Regions from separate parts of the Mus musculus genome. Here region 1 is linked to region 2. A link is a contact called in public promoter capture Hi-C data. All regions are on one chromosome and are shown on one strand. The core of a region is the stretch at or near the end of the contact, and the rest is flanking DNA. Distances in the headings are between cores, read along the strand shown.

The links. Promoter capture Hi-C pulls out the DNA fragments that hold promoters and counts their contacts.
Region 1: a contact with region 2 is called in a promoter capture Hi-C map of stem cell-derived epiblast-like cells, with 2.3 times the contacts expected there. The contact joins the promoter of Ank1 here to the promoter of A930013F10Rik in region 2. A contact is called at or near these places in 4 of 39 promoter capture datasets (cranial neural crest, embryonic stem cells and stem cell-derived epiblast-like cells) and 2 of 9 other capture datasets (embryonic stem cells and liver).

What each region holds. Positions count from the first base shown.
Region 1 is chr8:22,972,718-22,979,146 of GRCm38.p6, reverse strand. It overlaps Ank1 (ankyrin 1, erythroid), which reads right to left and starts at 4,311. Exons shown (of 44, transcript NM_001110783.3): 1 at 3,886-4,311. The coding sequence starts at 4,011.
Region 2 is chr8:22,634,687-22,641,018 of GRCm38.p6, reverse strand. It overlaps A930013F10Rik (RIKEN cDNA A930013F10 gene), which reads left to right and starts at 4,210. Exons shown (of 1, transcript NR_027886.1): 1 at 4,210-6,332. Polb (polymerase (DNA directed), beta) reads left to right here. Exons shown (of 14, transcript NM_011130.2): 8 at 452-506; 9 at 588-660; 10 at 1,015-1,085; 11 at 3,865-3,951.

The DNA.
Region 1 (6,429 bases), core at 3,062-5,561, 340 kb before region 2:
ACCAACTAAATACCCATCATATACATATGCTATATCCCACTATATCCCACCAACTCCTCCACCCTTTCCATCCCTCAGAACCTGGGCAAAGGAGAAGAGTTGAGAGCTCCCATGAGCCTGCAGCTAGGGCAGAGCCCTTCCCATTCTGAGACTTTTGTTTTGTGCTGCCTGTGCTTTTCCACTGCCTATCCCCAAGACTTTGCCTCCCTGAGAACCTGTTAAGAAACTGTTGTCCCAAGCAGCTAGAACCACTTGACATGTGGACACCCTGCAAGAAAGAACTACAAGCTCGCCAGCAGAATGCCGCACCCAAAGATCGGGATGTCCCCTGCCTGCCTGAGGTTTCTACCTCCGTGCAAATGACTTGGAAATGATGCGTGGGGCTCCCTTCCAATACCGCCCCCCCGAAAGATAGCCAAAGCCAGTTTCCACCTGAACACATGCTGCAGCCAAGACGGAGCCCAGGCCGGCAGAAACAAGCGTAATTCACTCATTAAACTGTTAGTTCTACGAACATCTACTGCATGCCCCTTGTGTGTGAAGTACCAAGCTAAGTGCTGAGTGCCCAGTCAGACACAGAGCTTTCCCTGCGTCTAGGATGTAGGCAGAATGAAGGCCAAGGAGAGAGCCCAGGTAGCGCTACCCAGGGAGCTCACAGGTATTGATGTAGCCGGCTTGGGACCCACCCCCTCCCCAACAATAGTCCTATCTCCCACCCACCACCCACTGTTGCTACCTTGAGTTCTCAGTCCTCTGTCTCATTTTCTCTCCAACCTCCATGTCCCAGCTCCCCCCTCCACCCCAGCTTCAAGCTCTAGATAAGCATAAAAGGCACACAAATCCTCATTTCCCCAGCCCTAGGAAACTGTCCTTTTTAATGCAAATGCCTGCTTTACACGGGGCCTTACCACTTATCCTTCCCACTGTACATAACAGTAAATGTCATAAATGCTGCGCCTTCCTTTAAAAAAAAAAAACAATAAGATATAATTAGCTACAGCTAGGAGCAGCAAGGGCTTGGTGAGGATGTTGCTACTTAACCAGAAAACTGAATGAAGCACGTTCAGAGCTCCGGAGCTCAGCTCCAGTCTCTGTACTGAGGTTCCTGTGTCAGTCAGTCAGTCAGTCAGTCAGTCAGTCAGTACGTCACAGCCTCAGCATCCATCCCCTGGTGCACAGCAGCACCCTGAACAAGCACCTTCCCACACAGTATCCCAACTGCAAAAGCTGCAACCACCGTTCAGGTTACCGCGGTTATTCCTACGAATGGGGGGTTGGGGGGAGGGATGCGGTTCTGCTCAGCCAGCCCCAGTTAAGCAGTTACCCGAGACTGACACCTTTCTTCCCTTCTAGTAAATTCAAGAGCGTCCTTGGCTCAGGGACCCATTGCCATAAATTGCCGTGTCTCTGTAGTAATGTATCCATTTGTATTGTAGGAAGTTCTTTTTCCATGCTCATGGAAGACAAGGGAGATGACTCTCAGGGTCATCTGTGAGACCGGCTACAGCATTCCCCCACTGCTTGATTTTAATGTTATATCTCGAGACGTTCCTTCTCTAGTAAACACCTCACCTTATATGAACCTTCAGTCAGTGCTCAGCCCACTGCTTAACCTAGACGGAGCAGAACTTTCTCTCAATTTTCCTTTGGGCTAGGGGTATATAGCTCAATGGTAAAGCACCTGCTTAGCATGCACAGACCCAGAATACCAGTGCCCTTCACTAAGTGGAAACAAACAAAGAAATGCTCCTTTCTGTATTGCCTTTTGCCCCTCTCCTTTTCTTCTAGGGTCTTTCCACTTTCTTGCAATTTTATATTTTGCTGTAGGTGTTAGCTATATTACCTTATGTGACCATCCAGAACACCTCACAATGACCATGAAATATAAACAAAGCATCCCTCCAAATACCCCCATAATGTGTCCCTGGATAAACAATATATCCTGGGAGTTCACATCATCACTATCCATTTGGATTAAAACTTCCTGGTTGTTGTACCAATCATAACCTCTCAAGACACTGCAGAAAACCAAGATAATCTGTATGGAAGATTTCCGAACACCTACTGACGCAGTGTGCTGTGACCAGCTAGTAAGTCAAAACGACGCAACCCAGGGACAGGGGAACGTCTGATCACCCAGAACCCAAACGTGGGGCAAAGTTCACCAAGAATGCAAAGACAAAGACTTAAGACATAGAATCAATCTCCAAATGGCTTTGTTTCATAGACACACATCGCATGAGGTCAGTTAAGAAGAAATGAAATTGAAGAGAGTTTTGCTTTTACTGTTAGTCAGACTGTCATCTCTGGGGTCGGGAATACGAAGAGGAAGCTCCAGGCAAGAAATGAGAGGAGAACGAGGAACTGAGTCTTCCTCCAAGATCAAGAACAGGGATGGAAATACAGAGAGGCCCAACACCATTGCCAAGAGAGTGGAGGAGCACTAAGCTCTCTTAGGAGACTTCTCTGCCTAGCCTGCTGGATCGGCATCTGAGACCCTAACGTGGTACTCTCCCTGTAAGTGGCACCAGCCCAAACTGATTCACTGTTGGTTTGGGAAAGACCTCTTGCTTAAAGAGTGTGTTATGCTGAAATTCCTATTTACACACGAGGTGCCAATATTGGGGCGGGGGGGGGGGAGAGAAGGGGCAGAGAGGGAGGGTAGAGGAACACTATAGTATCTGTCAGGCGTATAGGAACACCTAACATGGTGATTCCTTAGATTAAGAGTCAGAGAACACCTCAGCCTGCCCAGTGTCATCTCCAGGAAAAGAGCCCTATCAGCCCTGCCACCTACTTCGAAGTAGACTGTCCCCTACACGGCTGTCAACCACAGCTTCTATATTTCCTTCTCAGAGCGAGTCAGTTTCAGGGAGGGAGTCTTTCATAAGCAAGGGCAGCGTCTCTGTGAAGACGCCCCATGAACCCAAATTCTCTGGCCAGGGGACGTTCCTGCAGGCTCACATCAACTTCTCCAGGTTAAGATGGCTCTTGCAAGCTAGGGTCCAGCTCTACCTTGGACTCCCAGAATTCCACTCACGCTTTCCTAGCCTGTGCATCCCTGAAGCTCTAGCCGGCGGTAGAGTGCCCTGCTTAGTCGCTGTGGACATCCAGGTGCTTGTAATTAGACCGTGGGTCTAAACTACTGTGGTTCTTACCCCGCCATGATCTGAAAGAAGGACTGCAAATAGCAACAGTTGCTTTCAGGGGTCTGGATCCCTGGGCTGTCTCAGCACAGACCCTTGTCCCATGAAAGACTGCCCTCATGATGTCCCATGGCAGAGCTCTTCTCCGACCAGGCCTTGGGTCAGGCTGGAAAAGCCCCAGCGAGGCTTCTAAGGGAATTCCTCTTCCCTGCCACCAGTGACTCCTCTGGAATGACCTTAACATAAAATGCTGCCAAATGCCTGAGGGGTGAGTTGCTTCTTCCAGGTCCACCCGCGGACCCACAGGGTCAGGAAGGGATCGGGAAGGGCAGTCGCCCCAGTTCGTCCTGAGAGATCTGGGAGGAAGATGCTCTCTCCGGCGGCGCAGGAGAACTCACTAGTCACCTGAGCAGGAGCGGACAGTACCACCTCTGGAGCGCCTGCCCTGTTCACCCAAAGCAGCTCCCCGAGAAAGCCAGGCGAGCAGCCCTGCGCCCCGCGGTGCAGCCCCTTACCCGCTTTGCCACCCCAGAGGCGGCAAAAGTTCCTCCGGAGCGCGGGCCTCTGTTCAAGGTGCTGAAATGAGTCTGGGGCAGCTTGCCGGAACCCCGGGGCCGCTCTCTGCTCGCCCTACCCGCCTCCCCCCTTCCCGCTCCCGCGGGGTCAGCCGGAGCGCGGCCGATCGCCTTCCCGCAGCTACTCCGGGCGCCTCGGTGCGGGGCCGCCGCCGCCCCCTTACCTTCTTCTTGCGGTCACGGGAGCGGTTCCGCCGCTTCCTGTTGGATTCCTCCTTCTCCTTCTGCTCCTGGAGGGCCTGCGCCTCGATGTCTTTGATTTTCTTCAGCTGTTTGGCCGCCTGAGCCATGGCGGGTCGCGGCGCTCGGTCCCCGCCTCCCGGGCCCGCGCCCTCTGCGAGCCGGCGGCGACGACACCCTCCCGGGGAGAGCCGGCTCCTTCAGCTGCGCAGGGCGCGAGCTTCTCCCCGGCGGAGGCGAAGGCTGCGGCGCCCGGGGGCCGGGGCGCGGGGCGGAGGGCGAGGAGAGGCCGGCGCGCGGCTAGCCGAGCCCCGGGGTGGCGCCTCCCGCCGCGGCCGGAGCTCGCTCGCCCGCGCCCCGCACCGGCTCTGGGCTCGCCGCGCGCCCTCGCCGCGCCCGCCCGCCCGCCCGGGCCCCCCCTCTCCTGCGGCGGCGGCGGCGCGGGGGGCGGGAGGGAGGAGGCTCGTACTGCGGCGCGGGCCGCGGAGGGCGGACTCGCGGGCTCGCGGGAGGAGCGGGGGCAGCTCGGTGCGGCCGCCCCACCAGGCTGGGCGCGGGGCGCTGCGAGCCGGCGCTGGGTCCCCGCTGCAGCGGGGTCCCGGGGTGGGGATCGCGGGGCGCCTTGGGGGCGACGGGAACAAAGCGGGGCCGTTCCGCCCGGGCCCGGCGACCCTGCGGACCGGCGTGCCTGACGGCGGCGGAGAAAATGCCAGCATCGCCTGGCCGAGCTGCGGAGCGTGGGACCGGGGCACCGCTGCGGCACGGACTCCGCTAGCGCCGAGCCTGGCCCGGGCCGCCCTCCGGGAAGGGCCGGGGCTCCTGGAGGAGAGCTTGATCTGCCCCGGTCAAACCAAGTGGGCCTTTCCTTTGCATCTTTACCAAATATACTTAGAATACGAGTCCAGCGTCAAGTCCATTCTTTTTCTTTTCGCTCCTTTTGGACGGGAGTGGAACTGGGTCTCCCCATCAGGGACCGCCCACCCTGCAATACCAGGTCTCTCTCCACCCTCCCTCCGTAGGTACTGTGGTCTGGACCGGTGTTGGGCTGCTGTAAAGAACCTTACCAGCTGGGGGTCACGCAGCTACCAACGTAGACTGTGGGAACGGGGAACCGGCTTAAGCTCATTTCACCACTCAGTCATGTGACAGGCGGGGAAACTGAGGCCCTGACCTATGAACATTGCCCTTTCAGTCTGGTTGGTGCAGCTCCCAACCTCCTCCTTCCCTATCCCACAGGATGCTAAGGACAGTCTTGAACACTGGTGTTTGAGTCTTGGAGAAGTTATTATGAAACAGCCTGCTCCCTCCTGTCCTCTCGCCCGCCCCCCCCCCCTCCCGAGCCTGTGCAGGTTTGAAGCAGCTCTGGTGAGGAGCAGAAGGAGTAGTACTAGGTACTGTTCCCACCCCTCTTTCTCACAAACACATCTCGCTCAGTGATTTCCACTTCTGTCTTCCCCACTAGGCCCCTGACAGAAGGTAAGGTGCTGGGTAACCACAGGGGTCTGACAGATCTAACTGCTGTCATTTCCCAGGGGTGAGTCCTGGGGCTTCTCACTGCAGGCAGAACCACAAATACCAGTCACACATGCAACTTCAATTGTCATGTAGCCACTTTTTTTTTCCATGTAAAGAAACTAGAAGATTGATTTTAAATGTATTTTTAAGCCTGTATATCTCCCAAGCCATCGTTTCAACATGAAGTTGATATATTATTGATGCGATTTTACATTATTATGCTGAGTCTTCAGAATCTGGTCTATTCTTGTCTGGATTCAGATGAGGCGTATTCCATCACCACCACAGGCCCCTCTCTCGATAACACACCTTGGCTGTAACCAGCCTGCTCAGAAGGACACCCTCTGGAGCCCCAACCTCATGTCTTTGGCATCCCACCGCTAAGTCCCTTGACTGTAGTCATGAATAATATTTACAAACTGGTGTAATTATTGTTACTTCCCAGAGAAACGTCCTTTTTGTTCCAAGATGGAGATCAAAATATGCTCTACTATCTACAAGGACCTGAATGGTCAGCCCTACCCTAACCTCCAATTTTTTACTCCAGGCCTTTTTGGTACCCATGTGTCATCTAAATTCCCTGGGGCCATCTGCATCAGGATCTACATCCCTGCTTCCTCTGTTCAGCCTGCTCTGTCCATACTCGACCTTCACACACACACACACACACACACACACACCTACACACACACACACACCCCTACACACACACACACACACACACACACCCCTACACACACAAACACACACACACACACCCCTACACACACAAACACACACACACACACAAACACAAACACACACACACACCTACACACACAAACACACACACACCCCTACACACACACACACACACCCCTACACACACACACACAAACACACACACACACAAACACACATACACACACCCCTACACACACAAACACACACACACACACACACCCCTACACACACAAACACACACACACACACACACACACACACACACTCCCAGGTCAGCTCTCCTCCACTAG
Region 2 (6,332 bases), core at 2,961-5,460:
ATTGTTCCATGTATACATTGTATAATGTTTTAAATCAGGGTAAACATACCCATATCCACAACATTTATCATTGTCATGTTGTAAACATTTAAAATCCCATCTAGTTTTTTGATGCTGTATGTTATTTAGAAAGGAAATAAAATAAAGCCATATATAGACTCACTAGCATCCAGCATCTAATAGTAGCACATCAGAGCCTTCTTCCGTGTTCCAGGTGCTTTGATCTATAAACCTATGTGGAAATGAATTTAAAATCTGAAATTTTACAAAGGATGGAGTTTGGATCAATTAAACAATGGATCCACCACCTGCCCTGGCTTTCTTGTTGTCTTCTAACTGAATTCTAGTCTTGATTTTTGACAAATGATTTCCTTCTATGCTTGATACGGTAGGCAGTTTTTAAACATTAAAATTGTACAGGAATCTCTTAACACTTGTTATGTCTTTCTAGATATTTCGAGGACTTTGAAAAGAGAATTCCTCGTGAGGAAATGCTGCAGATGCAGGTAGAGTATATACATGATGCTCTCTGTAGCATGAGAAAGCCAGCTGTTGTTAGAATACTGACTTCAATTTTTTTCTATTAGGATATTGTACTTAATGAAATTAAAAAAGTGGACTCTGAGTACATTGCTACAGTCTGTGGCAGTTTCAGAAGAGGTAACATACTTCATTCTCATTATTCATGGCTTGATGTTAAAGTTACCTAGTGGGTGACAGACTTGGATTAAAAAGATGTGATTAGTGTCACTTCCTAGGCTTCCTAAGACCCATAGTATTAGTTAAGTCGGCTTGGGCATGTTTATCCCACATTTTGTTGTCTCTGTCATTGCACCTGAGTGATTAGACAGACAATGGAAGTCTTTTAACTCATTTGAGATACCAGTTACAGTGTAGTAGAAAGTTACCCTGTTGGAAGTAGGGCCCTTGTGCATGTGTCTTTGATTTCATTCTAGGTTGGCCTAATTAGTAGGTTTACATAGAGAATTCAGTCTATGTTCTTTTTTACTATAGGCGCAGAGTCGAGTGGAGACATGGATGTCCTGCTGACCCACCCAAACTTCACGTCAGAATCCAGCAAACAGGTACCTCGGAATGGATAACCAAATGTGATCTGTCTTACGCAGAAGGAGTATTGCTTTCTAATTGATGGTTAGGTATTTTCACCATGTAGGTTTTGTTTGTTTATGGTGCTGGGGATTGAACTCAGGGCCTCATGCAGGGACTTTACCACTAAGCTATAACCCTAACCCTGAAATTGACTTTAATCTTTATATATAGACATGCAGACACACACACAGAGTATTGCTGCAAATTAAACATAAGTGAGGGAACAAATGAGTGAGTGAATCTCTGTGAGAGGCATCTGCTGATGCTCCTCACACCATAAAAAGTAACTCATAACTCATAAATAAAGCATAACTCAGTAAAGTGAGAAGGATGAATACCTAACATGAAGGAGATCCTTGGTGACAGGTAGGCATGGGGACAAGAGCCACTCTTGAGATGTGAACGCCTGTGTGTTCTCTTACTGTTTTCCATGATAAGCCAGCGTTTATAGATAAAAATATGCCACGAACAGTACCACATAGGTCTTGCAAATAAAAATTCATAACTTGTAGCGTGAGCGCCCACAGGAAGGAAGAGTGGTGGGAGCTCTCAGGGAGACGCACACTGACTGTCAGAGAGTTGTATGTAGTACTTCGTGCCTAGCCACAGGGTTAGGGGGTTGTTACAGTTTTCATATGTGTTTCCACCAGCTTTAGTTTTTTGTTTTTTTTTTTAAAGGAATCTATACTAATTCGGAGTTTATCTTAAACATAGCCAAAGATTGTGTTTAGAGAGGACATTGGGTAAAACATCAAGAGGGACGTCCCTGTGCCATCCTTCCATGGTCTTGTCCACTAAAATAGAAGATCAAGAAACCCATAGTAGTTTTCTTATCTCTCTCCTGTCCCCGGGGCTTTACCATACTTGGTTTCTTACTGTAACTGCCTGGTTTTGTAGCACAACACTTACATCTGTCTGATGTCACATGAGCCAGGACACAGACACCTGGCAGAATTCTTCGCACAGCAGTGGATACACTGGTGTCCCCTGAATGTCATCCTGCTGACCCCCTAAGCTGACTGTGTCCTGTGAGAGGCAAAGTGAGTTACAGAGCAGGATTCAGTTTTTTTAGCATATCCTAACATCTAAAGAGATGAGATTAAAGAAGATATTTTCAGAATTATTTGTTATCAATATCAATACTTAGCATAAAATACATATTTTCATTGAGAGAATTTTTATCTGTTACAGAAGGGCCAGAGATATGGCTCAGCAAGTGAAGCTGCTTGTCATTCGGGTTCAGTCCCTGCACCCACATGGTGGGGGAGAGAGCTAACACTCTAAAGTTGTTTCTCTGCCTCTGCATGTGTACGCGTGTGTACACTTACACACTAAATAAATAAATGCAAATAACTACTGTAAAACTTATTTAAAAAAAACATATAAAGGCAGATCTTTAAATTTTAGAATATTTTTGCTTTTTAAAAAGAGCTAACCGGGCAGTGGTGGTGCACGCCTTTAAGCCCAGCACTTGGGAGGCAGAGGCAGGCGGATTTCTGAGTTCAAGGTCAGCCTGGTCTACAAAGTGAGTTCTAGGACAGCCAGGGGTATACAGAGAAACCCTGTCTCGAAAAACAAAACAAAACAAAAAAACAGCTAATTCTTTGCTTTGTTGAGGCCAAATGAAGTTTATTATCATTGAAAGCATAAGTAGGTTTTTTTTTTTTAATGAATACAACATTCTGCCTACATGTATGCTTGCATGTCAGAAAAGAGTACAGGGTCTCAATGTAGATGCTTATGAGCCACCTGTGGTTGCTGGGAATTGAACTCAGGACCTCTGGAAGAGCAGCCATCTCTCCAGCCCCATATAAGTAGTTTCTAAGAAAAAGAAATTGTTTCATTTGATGGTCAGACATGGTGGGTCCTTGAATCTCATCACTTGCACTCGGAAGGTTTAGCATGAGTTCAGTGTTAGCCCACTCTACAAAGTAAATCCCAGGCCTGACGGGGTAAGAAGGAGAGAGAGGGAGAGGGGGGAGGGGGAGAGAGAGAGGGAGAGGGAGAACACGAATAGGAAGGTGGGCAGTAGAGGCAGGACAGTCAGTGCAAGATTGCAGGGCAGTTTCCCTGGAGAATGCCGAGTAGAGCTGAGAGACCCCAACATGAGAGCAACCAGCTCTGAAGCCCTGTTCCCTGGTTATAAGCCCCAACATGCACAGGTTGGTATGCACACACATATATTAAATGAGTAAGTAATTTTGGAGACTTATGTCTTTAATGATGCACTTGTGTCTGTGTAGGAGTGTGTGTGTGAGCACAGGTGCCCTCAGAGACCAGAGGTCTCTGTTGGTTCCCTAGAAATATAGCTACAGGCAGTTGTGAGCCACCTAATGTGAATGCTAGAAATTGAACTGGGGTCATCTGGAGGAACGGTAAGTGTTCTTAACCACTGAGCCATCTTTCCAATCCCAAGTAACTTCTCTTTTTAAAGGAAACAGCATGGGACTCAGGACATAACTCAGGTAGAATGTTTGAATGTGTAGCATTCACAAGGCCCTGGGTTAGGTCCCTAAGACAGGGCATGATGGTGCGGCAGCAGGTTATCCTGGTCTACATATTCCTAACACAGCCTGGATAGACCTTCTCAAGGAAAGGAAGGAAAAAAAGAAACAAGTGTAGCAGACATAGCTTAGTGGCAGAGACTAAGGCCCTGGGTTCACTTTCCAACACCAAAAAAAAAAAAAAAAAAAAAAAGTTTTTTTTCTTGTTGTAACAGTATTCTTTTTCTATTTCCTAATCATGATTATACAGCCAAAGTTGTTACATCGTGTTGTGGAACAGTTACAAAAAGTCCATTTCATTACAGATACTCTGTCAAAGGGTGAAACAAAGTTCATGGTAAGTGTTCATTGCCTCACTCCTTCATGCTGTGTAGCTTTCTGTCGCCATCAGCTAGCAGGGCAGAGCATGGTGGCACAGGCAGAGCACCAGGACAGCCAGAGCTGCTGAGAGCGAGCCCCTGCCTCAGACAACAGTACAAAAGGATTAGCAGAGCTCCAAGAGGCGGGAAAGTGATTATCACCGTGTCTCCACTCGCAGAGCTACCCTCAGAATAGTTTACTAAAAGATTTTCTTGTAAACACTTTGTTAATAATTTGAATCACCAAAATAATTAGGCAGAATTTGCTCTTTAAAACTATTAATAATAACAGGCTCGAAGTAAATTCTTTCCTAAAATATCAAGTGGTTTCATATTCTCTGACTCAGAAGACTTTTAATGAGTGAGGTTCGAAATGCCTAATGAGTTCCAGGTGGGAAAACCCATCTCAAAAAAAAAAAAAAAAAGAAAAAAAGAAAGGAAGGAAAAGAAAAATAAGAAAAGCATCGCCAAGCCTGATTAGTAATCTGTTACATCGGTTACAGAAGGGAGAAAGGGGATTTAGTTAGGTTCATGACAGGACACACTGGGGAAAACCTTGTGCTGGGAGCCTACAAAAGGGCACTTGCAGAGACTTTATAAAATCCACTCTGCTCAACTGTCAGAGTTCTGTGGCCTTTGGCCTGAGATGTTAACCCAGCACTCAGGTTGAAGCAGGAAGGTTGCCATGAGTTCAAGCCCTGCCCGGACTACGTAGTGAATTTCAGGTCACACCAGGCCACAGAGTCAGACCGTATCTCAAAAAAAAAAAAAAGGTGGCAAATATATTAAAAACAGATAAGTCTCTCTGCATAAGAGAGCAGGAAAGCTAATGACAATCAAAATCTCACGTTTTTCCTTGGCTTGCCTTTCTTCTGGTGACTTCATTTGGGTTTGTTTTTCTCCATGTGCACTTTCCCGTGTCACATGACTGAGAGGAACGCCTGTTAGCTGAGGTGCAAGGCAATGACTGAGAAAGACAAAGTGCATCATGGTAAAGTAGATCAATGGTGATTTCCTGAGCCCCGGACTCGGGGAGGGTCATTTATACATGCCTGGGCCACTGAGCAGTGTCTAAACCACTAAAGAAAAGAGAGTCCCCTTTCACCACCATTAATATCATGTAGATCCTAAGGAGGAATTACATGATCCCTCTTCAGCTTCTCTTCACTAGCAACCTGTAAATCCTCAGGGAGAGGTGGGGTCTTGTAAGCCCATCCTCCCTTGAGGACAGAATAGTGATGGCCCGCTCTCGTATCCAGATCTTCATGGCTGCTGAGAATTCTAGAGCGCAGTAGCCATGTCCTGCCTGGAAAACAGCATGGCACAACATCCCACCCCTTCCTCTGCCCCTTCTGCCTCCTTTCTCTGCTCCCTGAACCTTAAAGGCTGTGATATAGATACACCATTTAGGGCTAAGCACACTCGCCTCTGAAGTTGTGAGCCCTGCAGTAATGGACACCTGCTGCACAAAGCTTTTCTGCCCTAGGCCGACAGTAGCCCTGACTCTCCAGCTTAGACATAAACACGGTTTGAGACACATCATGTTCACTTAGAGTACCACACAGCTGGCCCACCAGGCACATGTCCCATGGTTCTCAGGTCAGTATTATCAGTCACAATCGCAGCTCAGTGCGACAGCTCTCCCCCAGCAGCCTGCACAGCACCCGCCAATTCCTTATAAGGGGCCACAGACTCGTTTATGCTTCTTTTACAGGCCAGATCTCATCAAGGTGACTATTGAGGTTATCACTACAGTGGCTCATGCCTGTAATCCCAGCAGTAGAGAAACTGACACAGGAGAATTGCCAGTTTGGGGTCATCCTAGGCTACATATTAAGTTCCAGGCCAGGCTGTGCTGGTTGGGTTTTTTAAGATGACATTAGCCTGGACATATGTCAGAAGAGAGGTGTTTTTTTAAAAACTGGCTGTTCTGGAGCTTGCTATGTAGACAAGGCTACCCTGGAACTCACTGAGAAGAGGGAATCTTAATTGAGAAAATGCTTTCATAAGATTGATCCATAGGCAAGATCATGAGTGTTTTCTTGATTACTGATTATGTGGGAGGCCCAGCTCACTGTGGGTGGTGCCACCCCTGGACTGGGTTATGTAAGAAAGCAAGGTGAACACACCATAAAAAGCAAGACAGCAAACACTGGTTCTCTGTGGGCTCTGCTTCAGCCATGCCTTGACCTCCTCCAGTCAGAGGATAATGCTCTGGGAGCTCTAAGATGAAATAGCCTTTGCTTCCTAAGTTGCTTTTGGTGTTGTGTTTCATTACAGCAGTAGAAATCCTAACACAAGCCAATCTGGGCCACACTATGAGACCTTGCCAAAACAAAAACTAAACCAAGGTAGTCTT